3 separate regions of the Mus musculus genome follow, and all the other regions are linked to region 3. A link is a contact called in public Hi-C and Micro-C data. All regions are on one chromosome and are shown on one strand. Each heading gives the region's core, a stretch centred on a gene start, on an enhancer-like site or on the middle of the called end of the contact. The rest is flanking DNA. Distances are from core to core; before and after follow the strand shown. Region 1 has its middle 33 kb from the start of Gm32052. Region 2 holds the start of Wwc2 (WW, C2 and coiled-coil domain containing 2). Region 3 holds the start of Dctd (dCMP deaminase).

What was found. Hi-C and Micro-C count contacts between places; a contact is called where the count stands out from the background.
Region 1: a contact with region 3 is called in a Hi-C map of muscle stem cells, with 2.0 times the contacts expected there. The contact joins the enhancer-like site here to the promoter of Dctd in region 3. A contact is called at or near these places in 5 of 39 promoter capture datasets (the 3T3-L1 cell line, 3T3-L1-derived adipocytes, embryonic stem cells and 2 more), 4 of 484 Hi-C or Micro-C datasets (morula, muscle stem cells, nephron progenitors and 1 more) and 3 of 9 other capture datasets (adipose tissue, liver and pancreatic islet).
Region 2: a Micro-C map of embryonic stem cells shows a contact between it and region 3, with 2.2 times the contacts expected there. The contact joins the promoter of Wwc2 here to the promoter of Dctd in region 3. A contact is called at or near these places in 2 of 39 promoter capture datasets (cranial neural crest and second pharyngeal arch cranial neural crest), 4 of 484 Hi-C or Micro-C datasets (the G1E-ER4 cell line, embryonic stem cells, muscle stem cells and 1 more) and 3 of 115 datasets of contacts at active chromatin or transcription factors (extraembryonic endoderm stem cells, forebrain and trophoblast stem cells).

The regions. Positions count from the first base shown.
Region 1 is chr8:48,040,164-48,044,098 of GRCm38.p6, forward strand. No RefSeq gene overlaps it. Among named protein-coding and RNA genes, the nearest start is that of Gm32052, 33 kb to the left of the region's middle. Within about 2 kb of position 1,923, at least 10 of the 459 cell types and tissues checked have an H3K27ac peak or open chromatin away from gene starts, as enhancers often do. A contact at or near this core is called in muscle stem cells, where this site is marked.
Region 2 is chr8:47,988,648-47,992,527 of GRCm38.p6, forward strand. It overlaps Wwc2 (WW, C2 and coiled-coil domain containing 2), which reads right to left and starts at 1,897. Exons shown (of 23, transcript NM_133791.5): 1 at 1,419-1,897. The coding sequence starts at 1,549.
Region 3 is chr8:48,107,973-48,112,108 of GRCm38.p6, forward strand. It overlaps Dctd (dCMP deaminase), which reads left to right and starts at 1,986. Exons shown (of 6, transcript NM_178788.4): 1 at 1,986-2,276; 2 at 3,687-3,818; 3 at 3,996-4,131. The coding sequence starts at 3,693.

The DNA.
Region 1 (3,935 bases), core at 673-3,172, 68 kb before region 3:
GGTGTGGTGGTGCACGCCTTTAATCCCAGCACTCGGGAGGCAGAGGCAGGCGGATTTCTGAGTTCGAGACCAGCCTGGTCTACAGAGTGAGTTCCAGGACAGCCAGGGCTACACAGAGAAACCCTGTCTTGAAAAACCAAAAAAAAAAAAAAAAAAAAAAAAAGTTGCCTTGGGGCTGGTGAGATGGTTCATCGGTTAAGAGCACCTACTGCTCTTCCAAAGGTCCTGAGTTCAAATCGCAGCAACCACATGGTGGCTCACAACCATCCGTAACAAAAATCTGATGCCCTCTTCTGGAGTATCTGAAGACAGCTACAGTGTACATACATACATATAATAAATAAATTAAATAAATAAATAAATCTTTAAAAAAAAAAAAGAGTTGCCTTGGTCATGGTGTCTGTTCACAGCAGTAAAACCCTAACTAAGGCAGTGGTTGAGTGGGAATTAAATATGCAAAGCATTGTGGGGGGTTGGGAGGAGGATTGGGAGGAGAAGGGGGTACTGTGGTTAGGATGCCACATAGAATTTTAAGAAATTATGCAAAGCATTTGCTGAGGGCCGTAATTATATAATTGACTATTACTACCTGTTCTTACCCAAACTACTGAAGAGTCAGTTATTCATGTGTGTTCACTGTAGTGTACAGGAATTCATGTTGGATGTTACACACAGCTCATGCTGACTGGCAACTCTTCTTACCTCGGCTTCCCAAGCACTGCGATGTGCGCACTACTGTGCCTGAGTTTTTAAATGAGAAAATGGGAAGCTAGAATTTTTTAAATATTCAAGGTCTCACAATTTGTTAATGTCACCACCTCATGGAAACGTTTGAAACTGCTGAGTTTCTGAGGTCCGAGTTTAGCATACCACAGTCTGTTTTGTCTGAGGAACCACAGGGGAAAAATAGACCAGAGAATGCGGCAGAGACGCCAGTGGGGCCAAGCCACTCGGAGCAGCTCTCTGTCCTCACGGCAGACTCCATCAATGGCGTCATTTTGTAAGTTTACCCTGGTCTGACTAGTGTGGGTCCATCTGCTGTGTGGCTAGCTGGCTCCGTATCTCTCACAACTTCTCGTACACAGGATCCATTTGGTTTGATTACTTTTAACAAAACAACAAAAAACATTGACTAATGGAGGCAAATTGTAAGATTTCCATTTGCAGAAACCAAGGTCCTTAAATTATCCACAGTTATCACTCCAAATGTATAAACCAGTGCTCTACATGCCCTGGGAAATTTAAATGAATGTATATGTATATATGTATGTATATGTGTATATATATGTATATGCATTCCTATAAAGCTTCTACCAGTGTCTGGAAGCTGTCATAATATGCTGTCATCTTGTAAGATAAGGCTGGGTACTTACCAGACTTTAGCAACTACTGAAGTTTGGATATGAGCCTGGGAGATCAGCACTGAGTCCTTTCCAGTCCCACTGATCTCAGTCACAGCTCAAGTCAGGCTGGCCTGGGCTCCTGTCCTCTGCGCTGTACTCATGCTGGTCCAGCCACCGGGGATACAGCCCAGACAATGAAACGATGTTTAAGTAAAAGAATCTGAAGTGTCCCACAAACTTGTGCGTCTGTGGCTTGTTCTCGGCAGTTGGTGCTGCTGGGGAAGGCTGGGGAACTTTGGAAGGTTTGGTTTACCTGAAGGAGGTAGGTCACTGATGGGGTAGGTCCTTGAGGGTGCGTTATCTCTGCCCAGTTCCTGTCTGGGATCTCTAGGGGTTTCTTGTTTGTTTTTGTTTTTGTTTTGTTTTGTTTTGTTCTTTAGCTTTTTATTGTTTCTTTGTGAATTTCACATCATGTACCCCAATCTCATTTCCCTCCCTCCCCTCATGCCCACCCTCCACCCATGCAACCTCCTCTACAATAGAGAAAAAAAAGCCTTCTTGTGGAAGCTGTAGTGTGTCACAGTGTGCCCCACAGCACACCCACAGTCCGCCTCACTTCTTGGCTTGCAGATGTTCACTGCAAATGAGTCATTGATCTGGGAGCAGAGGCCTCTGGCTTCTGCTACTCTATCAATACTGGAACCTCACTGGGATTAGTCCTCTCTCTCTCTCTCTCTCTCTCTCTCTCTCACACACACACACACACACACACACACACACACTTCTATCACCAGGAACCCGAGATGCTCAGAAGGGAGGAGTCAAAATCTGCAGGCAGAATGCTTGAGAGAACGCCCTCTACACTCCCGGGAGGTGTTCCTTGCCTGCTTGGGAAGCCACCAGTTATGTGCATGCTAGGGTCACTTGTCCTCTGAACACCTGACAAGAGGACCCTGCACTATTCTTTCCCTCCATCCTCCCTGCTCCAGTCTGAACTTCCTTGTGTTCACCCCTTCACACACACACACACACACACACACACACACACACACACACCACCCAGCGTGTTGCTCAGCCCGAGGCTCCGACGGTCCTCCCTGCTCCAGTCTGAACTTCCTTGTGTTCACCCCTTCACACACACACACACACACACACACACACACACACACACACACACCACCCAGCGTGTTGCTCAGCCCGAGGCTCCGACGGTCCTCCCTGCTCCAGTCTGAACTTCCTTGTGTTCACCCCTTCACACACACACACACACACACACACACACACACACACACACACACCACCCAGCGTGTTGCTCAGCCCGAGGCTCCGACGGTCACTTTCAGGAGAGAGACATCCCTGCAAGCAGGTTCCATTTGCTGGCTGTCCGTTTGCTGTTAATTCACTTCGGGTGTGAGTTAACCAGGTACAGTTCAAGCCTGAGCTCAGCTGGTGAGGAGAAGCTCACCAAATGTACTGCGGCCAAAATGTCAAGCAATTATGTCATACCAAAGGGGAAAAGGCTGAGTGCGTTAGTCACAGTCCGAACAAATGTGTACTTCCTGTGCCGAAGAACAAGTGGATTATTTTAGACCAAGTTACTTCTTAAAAAGCTGTGCTCTGCTCACTGGGAACTGGAAGACCACCTAGTCCTTCAAGGTCTAGCACCTCGGCTTGCCAGCAGACTTCTGTGAGCCGGCAAGGGTGGGGGTTGGGCATGCTGGGGGACTAATGACGAGCTGGAGAGAACGTAAGACAAGTCTCTGTACAGCCTGGTGGGAGCTGTACATAATTGATGATATTCCTACACAACAGTAGGATTACTGAGATCTGCTAATATTGATGAATGCTTTTTCATTTTTATTGCGCTTTCCAAGTATGCCAAAAACATTAAAAGTTCATAAAAGAAAATAACTTGGCTCCATCGTACCTGATCGCGTCCCTGAAAATGAGTCCGCGGTACCACAAGCTTACCAACCATCTGTGCTTATGGGGACAGTCTCATTTGTCACTATCTGTGGTCCCAGGTGTCTGGACGTTCCAGATAAACTTGGGTTTGGATATTAGCCTTTAACAGAAGCAACAACAGTTCTGGGAGACGAAATCCTATTTGATTCCAGAAGTACTCTGAAAGAAAAAAGAAAAAAAAGAAGAAGAAGTAGTCATCAAGCAATATGGATTGGCCTCTTAAGCTTAAAATTTATCCCTTAAATGGAAGCTAGCTTAGAGCCATCTGCCAAGGCCGAGGCTTTGCTAAACCCATAGCTCCTACTGCTGTAGCCATCAGTGCAGAGTTTTCTCCTCAACAGCAGATAGGACGCAAATCCTTTTATATCTATACACTTAAGAGAAAAATAGGCTCTAGACCAGAGAGGTTCTCAACCTGTGGGTCTCGACCTCCTCGTGGGTCACATGTCCGGTATCCTGCCTATCAGATGCTTACATTATGATTCATAACAAAAAAATTACAGTTATGAAGCAGCAACAAAAGTAACTTTATGATGGGGAGGTTACCACAACATGAGGAAGTGTATTGAAGGGTAACAGCGTTAGGAAGGCTGAAAGCCCTTACTAAAAGGTTGTAGTTAGCCCCTC
Region 2 (3,880 bases), core at 647-3,146, 120 kb before region 3:
GATCACATTGCATAAAAAGCCTATAGAACTTTCTAGAAATGCTAAAACTGCAAATGGCAGGGGCATCCCTGAAGAGATGCTACTTGAATTTACACAGAGGCCCTAATCCCTACTCCTCATCCGGTGTGGTGGCTGGCACCTGTAATTCCTGCACGGAGGAGAGGCTGAGGCAGGGGGATTGCTGTGAGTTTGGGAGCAGCCAGTGTTACATAATGAGTTCCAAGCCAGCTAGCCTGAGCTACAATACAGTATGAGGCAGTCTAGAAAAATATAAAAAAACAAAAATACCTCCTTAATGGACAGATTTCAAATTTTACAAAAAAAAAAAAAAATGCACCCTACATTCCTTTTTTTTTTTTTTTTTTTCTTTTTGAGACAGGATTTCGAATAACCCAAACTAGCCTTGAACTCCTGATTCTCCTTCCACCTCACAAGTGCTGAGTTTGGACAGATGTGTGAGACCGTCCACACCCTCTAACAACTTTAATTCTAAGTGTTCCTTCTAAAAGCAAAGAGAGAGTTGAGTGAGAAACAGAAAGAACATTGGTGAGCAGTCCACCAATGTTCAGCTCCTGAACTTCTTAGATCTCTTGTTTGCTTCATTCAGCTCTCCAGGTAAGAACAAAATGCTTATATCGCTGTGCAAAAACTAGGCTAAGCTTCAAGTCTGGGCTACCCACAGCTGTGGTCAAGGTTCCCTTCCAGTCTCCGTGCCACTTCACAAGGAAAATCTGACCAGGTTTCCAGGTGAGGAACCACGGTTAGAAGCAAAACTCCAAAACAGTGGTTTGTTTTTTTAATCTTAGGGGCAAAGCTACGAAGGTCGAGCCAGGAGTGGGACCCTCTCTCCACGTTCAGACCCTAGGACATGGTTCGGGGTGCGCCCTAGGAAAAGCTTGCAGTCAGTGCCCAGGAGCTAGGTATGTAAGGCAGGAGAGATGCCACAGGTGGCCCAGATGACTAGTAATTCACCATCACTTAGGCCTCCGGGAGGCCCCGAGCTCAGCGTGCCTCAGAGGTCGAAAGGTGCCCTCTCCCTCCATCTGACCAACTTTAAACAGCACACAGGAGGTCTAGAGAGGGGTCAAGTACCCACACACACACACCCTGAGCCGGCTAACTGGACTCAGGGTGCCAACCCAGGGCACCAATCCGGCCCTTCCCTTGGGACAGGGAGTGTCTACAAGTCCCCGAGGGGTGTGGGGAAGGCAGTGGGCAATGGGGCCCAAGAAGGGGCGCCTGGCGGGCAGATACAGCCGCGCCTAGGCCGACCGTCCCGCGCCTACCCCGGAGCCCCTCGGGGGGTGCAGGGCCGGCGACGCCCCACGCCCCCGGCGCCCTCCAGGTCTCCCAGACAACAGCCACCGCAGCACTTCCCGAGGCGGGTCCCCGCACCCGGCCGGGGCCCGGCCACCCACCTGTCCCGGGGGTCGATCCAGCTGGTCCTCCTGGTGTTGTGGTCGATGTAGAAAACCTTGCCGTCGTAGTCCCTGGCCTCCTCCCAGCCCCGGGGTAGCGGCAGCTGCCCGCTCCCGGCCCTCCTAGGCATGGTCGGCGGCCTCGCCGGCGAGCGGCGCCTCCATAGGGACCGGGCGCGGGGCGCGGCGGGAACGCGGGTGCCGGCGAGGGGCGTGCGGGGCGAGGGGCACGGCGAGCTACGCGCGGGGAAGCCTCGGGGATCCCTGCTCTCAGCCCTGCCGGAGATCAGTCCACCATGTCTGCGTCGGAACAGACGAGCGAGCCCTCCTCCTCCTCCTTGCCGCCGCTGCCTCCGCCTCTTCCTCCTCCTCCCCGTCCCCCTGTGGCCGCCGAGGGTCGCGGCGCCCAGGCTGCCCCGGCCGACGCCGTCTGGGCTCGGATCCGGGAAGCTCCGCGGAGCAACGGCCCGGCGGCGACTGGCCTGCTCATTTGCATGCGATTAGCATGCGCTCCGCCCCCGGCCCGCCCCGCGCCCGCCTCATCTGCATGCACATTCCTCGCCGCCACATTCCTGAGCTTAACCCTGCAGCTGCCGGGGCGGCCGCGGCGGGACGCGGGGCTGAGCCCGGGCGGGGGAGGGGAGCGACGAGGCCAGGTGGGAGGCGGTAGGGCGGAGGAATGCACAGCTCGCTCCCTCCTCTGCAGCCCGAGATGTCCCCTCTCCGCCAGACCCTTTGGGGATTTAGAGGGCTTTCTGGATGGAAAAAGAAGCCAAAGAAAAAAAAGTCTGCAACCTTCTCAACCTCTTTCCGTCTTCTAGGGAAACCACAAGACTTTCGAGAGGAAAGGGTGGGGAATGCTGTCCTGGGAAGAAGTCCCAACAAACAGTAAGGGCACAGAACGCCCCCACCCCCCCCACCCCCCCCCCCCCACGCCGCGCCCCGTGCCTTGGCTGTTCCCGGCGGTGGGGAAGTGTGCAAAAAGCGCTGGGAGTGTGTCCGGGGCGTGTCCGGGGCCGCGGCGCCCCCGAGCCTTCTGCTCAGTCTGGCCCTCGGTGACCTCACCAGGGCCTCGCGGGCCTAAGGGAGCAAAGTAAAGGCGGGTCCCTATCCATGAGAGCTGCGACATGTCCGCCCCAGTGGCCCACGGGGCAACTCCGGCCTGATCCTTAGAAGCGACAGGGCCACCCCGCCACTGTCGCCGCCAGTCAGCCCCGCGCGGGCCCTAGGGGTCCGAATCACCGGTGCTGCCCCGCCGGGTCAGGGGGCTGCACTGGCGGGGTCAGGGCCCTGTGCATCTGGCGTCCCCTTCTGGGTTTAAATCCAAGGGACATGGCTGCGTCCACTATCCAGTCCCTTCCTTCCAACTCTCTGTCCCGGGAAGTTCTCCACCCCAGTCCCGGACCGGGGGTGGGGGGTGGGGTGGCAGAAGGGGTTAATAATCACTCGGAAGGGGGCCAAGGCGGGAGTCAGTGGCCACACTTTGCTTGATCAAGGGTCCATCTGGTATGAGGTGTAGATCTCTCACAAACATTTATTTATTTAGCTATTAAGTGCTGATCGGCCCTGGGTAGGAGCCGGATGTCAGACTCCTAAGACGACAAAGCCTTGGCAGAGTCAAGACACTAAGCTTGCAGTGTCCCTTGTCCTCAGTCTGAGAAATAGCCTTTCGTCCTCAACCTTTACAGCCTGCTGTGCATTGCCAACCTTGTCAATATTCTCCCAGGCCTCTAAGCAGATGCTTTTGAAATGGCAGATTTTAGGAAGAAAGGCCCCAGAGCTCAATCCTTCACCTCTTGGTCTGAATTCCCTTAACCAGACCTGCCAATGTAATAACTTCAGGACCTAGCATTGGGCAGGACATTTTCTGTGCCTGGGCATTTGCTGAAGTTGTGAATAGAACTAGACAGTAAGAACCAAGCTCTGAATCAAGCTTCCAGAAGGGGACTCCACGTGCCTTGAAGGGGGTTTTAAAAAAAGGAAAGGGGTTTATTCTCAATGAAACAGTTTATGCAGCTGCAGACACTTGAAATCCCCAGGAACTGGAAAACCAGGTGTACCTGGGACGGACAACCAGAGAGAGGCAGAGGTTCTCAAGAGAAACCTCTCATTTTCTAGGTCTTTCCCATAATGCCAAGGCCCGTGGAAGCTGGTTTTTGTGCTTTGTTGAGGGAAGTTTCTGCTTCCTAACCTGTATTCTGCCTCAGCCTATTAGCAGTAAGATAATCAGCCAGGGTCCTAGCTCTCAGTGGGTGGAGGGATCCTGTCTAAAGTTACACTGCCGAATGTGTAATTCTCTATGTTGGCCCATTCACATGGCCAAGATGTAGCCAGTGACTAACCCAAACTATCCTAATTTGTGGCTTCCTTAGTGAGTTTCTCCCTTCCCCTAAAGAATTTGAAGATATTTATTGTGCTAGCATGTCGACACCTTACATCTCAACCGTAAGAGTGAAGCACAT
Region 3 (4,136 bases), core at 736-3,235:
ACATATACACTGTATATGATATATTTATATTATATATTTATATATTATATATTTATATACATATATGTGTATATACATATATACATTATATATATTATATAGGAATTTTACATCGACTGGCCTCTTTAATCTGCCCCCCTCTCTGAGCTACTGAAATACATTCTAATAATGTAATACACATAGATAAGCCTAAGTTCTGTAAGCAGGGGAGTGAGCCCAAGCCTGAGTAGAACCTTTGCAAACACGTTAATGCTGTCTACTCCTTGAGACGGCCCCTCCCTCACCTTGCCTAGGGTGGTAAAATCTAGATATGTCTGTAAGTTCAGCAAGCCCCGTCTGTGTTGTAGGTGAAGCAGGAGCCTCCATTGTGAGCCAAAAGGAAAGGTATTAGCGGGAGATTTAACACGTACTCTCACACTTGGGCTTACAAGGTGGGAATGAGCAGGACATGGGAAGGCCTGCATCTTTTTCTCACTTGGCTGTCTCATTTTACTGTTGGTGCAGAATCTGAAACCTCTGGCTGTGAAACCATGAATCAGGAGAGTTTCCTGTCTTGTGAACAATGCCATCCTTACCTAGAGGAGCTTTCAGTGAAATTCAGGGACAGGGAGGGCAACTGTGTGCAGCAGGCAGGGTCCTGGATTTACTGCAGAGGGGAGTGTGTGAGCTGACCAGAATGGAGAACGATGAGAAGTAACTAAATTATGTTCGACACTCTTTCCACAGCAAAGGAAGAAAGCTTAATGATGTTGTGGCTGAAGGACCAGCAGCAACCGGTGATATATTAGCTGTAGGTTAGTGAGCAGAGAAATGAATCCAACAAGACCCAAGGACTATAGATGAGGGTGACAAAGACCAAGCAGAGGGTGGGGGAGAGAAACTACTTGCTCAGGACATAATGAATTTTAGTGGCGACAAGATAGTCAACTAAAGTGACTAACTTGACATTGAAAATCATCACTTTGATCTATGTGGCTCTTTGAAGCCTGGGTCTTATCAAGGCAAAGAAAAAAAAATCTATAGTTAACAATGAAATATTTTCATCCTTTGCGTTCCTGGCATCCACTAAGAGCAGCACATAATTTAATTACGGAATCCACAGGCTGGACCACGGACATGAAGAATGGTGTGTCTTTGCTAGTGAGAAATTAGCTAGAACCAACTGTTTATTTTCATCCTTCTTCCTCGGCGGGCCTAAATTAATACAGTTAACAAGCTTTTGTTTGGATTAGCCGCTGAGACCGGGGATGTGCAGATTTGAAGTCATGATCATTACAGGAGCTTTTATTTATGGGGCAATGGGACGGAGTACGGGGGCGTAGCCACAAGTGTGGATAAAACAAACGGGATAAGACAAAACTTGTCATTTTGCGATGGAATTTCCTCCCGATTTAGGGGTCAAACATCTGAGTCTAGGAAACGATGTTGAAGAAAATCAGATGTAGTTCCTTGGGGCATATGACCGCTACAAACTTTACCAGGGGACTGTCAAGTGAGCAACTGTCCACCTTGAGTGGCTGGGGAAGGCACTGGCATGCATCTCAGGGTCTTTCACAGGTTTGGAGAGTTAACTCTAAACCAGGTCAAACAAAAAACCAATGCAGATAAAGTTTCGAAGGAGGGGGCCTCGGGGCACAAAGGCTCCACCCACACCCTTCTAGTATGAAGCCAAGAAGCAGTTGCAGGCTAGGTGATTCTAGAGATAGCTAGGACACAGTCTGCAGGCTTATTATAGAGGCCAGTACCAGGTCCCTTCATTCCCTGTTCCTTTCAGGTCCGTAGCACCTGGAATCTTTGGGTCTTTTAAATCACCTTTATGTATTTAACTTCACTCCTTAACTCCTTAAAGAAGTTGGTGATGGATTGAGAGGACTGGGAGGGTCAACTAAAATGCTCAAACTCTTAGGCCCGTGGGTGGGTGTGGCTAAGCGCTGTCCCTCCCTGAGCCCATGCCTGCACCAATGGGGGGCGGGAGGGGAGAGCCCAGGACAAACCTCACTGGGAACCGTAAAGGTCACCGCGACACTGAGGTCCCCCTGCGGGATAAGCTCTGGCTCCCCGCGCGCCGGGCAGTCTGCAGATCCTCTCTCTTTACAAGGATCCGTGGTCACGGATGCCCGCAGCTTGTGACCGCGTGGAGCTGCACGCCACGTTCCGCCCCGCCGCCCCTTCCGCCGCGCGCCGGACCCGCCTCCCTCCCGACTTCCTACCCGCGCGCACGGCGGCTGTGTGGGGTGGACGGTGCAAGCGTGGTCTGCACCTCGAAGGAGCGGACGGTGGGCGCATCCCCTCGGCCGAGGACCCTGCTCGTGGGTGCTCAGCCTGCACGTGGGCTGCACCCGGCTCGCCGCGGCGGAGGGAGGGAGGGAGGGAGGGTGCAGCCCACGTGAGCGCCGAGTCTCTTCTGGCGCCCACGTGGAGGGGAGGAGGGAGACTTAAGAACCGGGAGCACAGAGTTGGGGGGGCAGTTGTCGGAGGTGGAGCAGTTTCTCCCTGGACTGGTGACATCCCTGCCTCAGTTTCCTGGTTCTGAGGTTGCTCGTGGTGGGTACAGAGCCCCGGGGAGCTTTACAAAGCAAGCACGGGGCAGCCACCCCTTGGCGGTGGAGAAATGTGTCCTTTCTCCCTGCCTTCCCATTCCTCTCTAAAGCTTAAAGCAAGGTGGGAAGCCAGCCAAACCGGCATGACTCCCTGTTGAGCAGGGTCGCTGGGGTGAGGAGTCCTCTACCTGTTCACAAGAGATGTTGCCCTGTATGGCAGCCTCAGCCCTGTTGCAGAGACCATCATCCAAGGCCTGGCCTTGAAGCTCATTGTTACAGAACCTGGTTTTAGTATGAGCATGTTCTCTTTTCCTCCTACTTGATTCGTTCCTCAGAGTTGATTCATCCAGAGGAATGAAGGAGGAAGGAAAAGGAAAAAAAAAATCACCTGATTAGTTACCAAACTGGCCTGTTTGCAAATGTTATTTGTTTGTTTATATTACAGTATACTGGGTTTGGAGGCAAATTTCCTGAGTTTTCTGAATTTGTAAGATGTGATGCTAATGCCTACTTTAGCTAGAAATGAGACTTGAATATATGTGTGTTTATATAGATATATCTATATATATACATATATAGATATAGAGAGAATGAGATATTTAAAGTGTCTGGAATCCATTAGATATTACACATTTTTATTCCTCCCTTCCATGTTTAGAAGGGAGCAAGTAAGGGATGGGACACTTTGGAGGCAGTGTAAAGGAACTTAAATGCTTTTTTAAAAAAAGATTTATTTTATGTATATAAGTACATTGTAGCTCTGTTTTCAGACACAGCAGAAGAGGCCATTGAATCCTATTACACATGGTTGTGAGCCACCAAGTGGTTGCTGGGAATTGAACTCAGGACCTCTGGAAGAGCAGTTAGTACTCTTAACCACTGAGCCATCTCTCTAGCCCAGGAACTTAAATTCTGTAGGAAAGCAGGCAGTATATGAATTATCTGGAAACTTATTAGTGCCAAATCCAGACTTTTCAAATATTATATTTTATAATTTTCTCTTTAGACCAGGATGCTCTCTTTGAAGTCTAGGGCTCATGTTTCATGGTTTCTGCCTAATAAGTCCAGCTGAAGTTGCCCAGAGTTTAGGGCTGACTGATGCATTTCCTGGAGAGCAGATTGACAACTGTTCTTTTCAATGCTTAGTGACGTATGACTTCTACACCCAACATGAGTGACATTTCCTGCAAAAAACGGGATGACTATCTGGAATGGCCCGAGTATTTCATGGCAGTGGCCTTCTTGTCAGCACAAAGAAGCAAGGACCCAAGTTCCCAGGTAAACTTGTGGTTTTGTGGGAGGATGTTCAGATATTGCTGAGATTTACACAAAGAACAGGTGAGGAAAATGGATAGTTTGGCAACTCAGAACTCCGGATGCTTCCAAGATTCATCATCTCCTGTGTCCCCAGTGACTTCCCAGCTATTCATAGTTACAATGTTTCTCTGTTTCCAGGTGGGGGCCTGCATTGTGAACACAGAAAACAAGATTGTTGGGATCGGGTACAATGGCATGCCAAATGGGTGCAGTGATGACCTGTTGCCTTGGAGGAGAACAGCAGAAAATAAGCTGGATACTAAATATCCTTATGGTAAG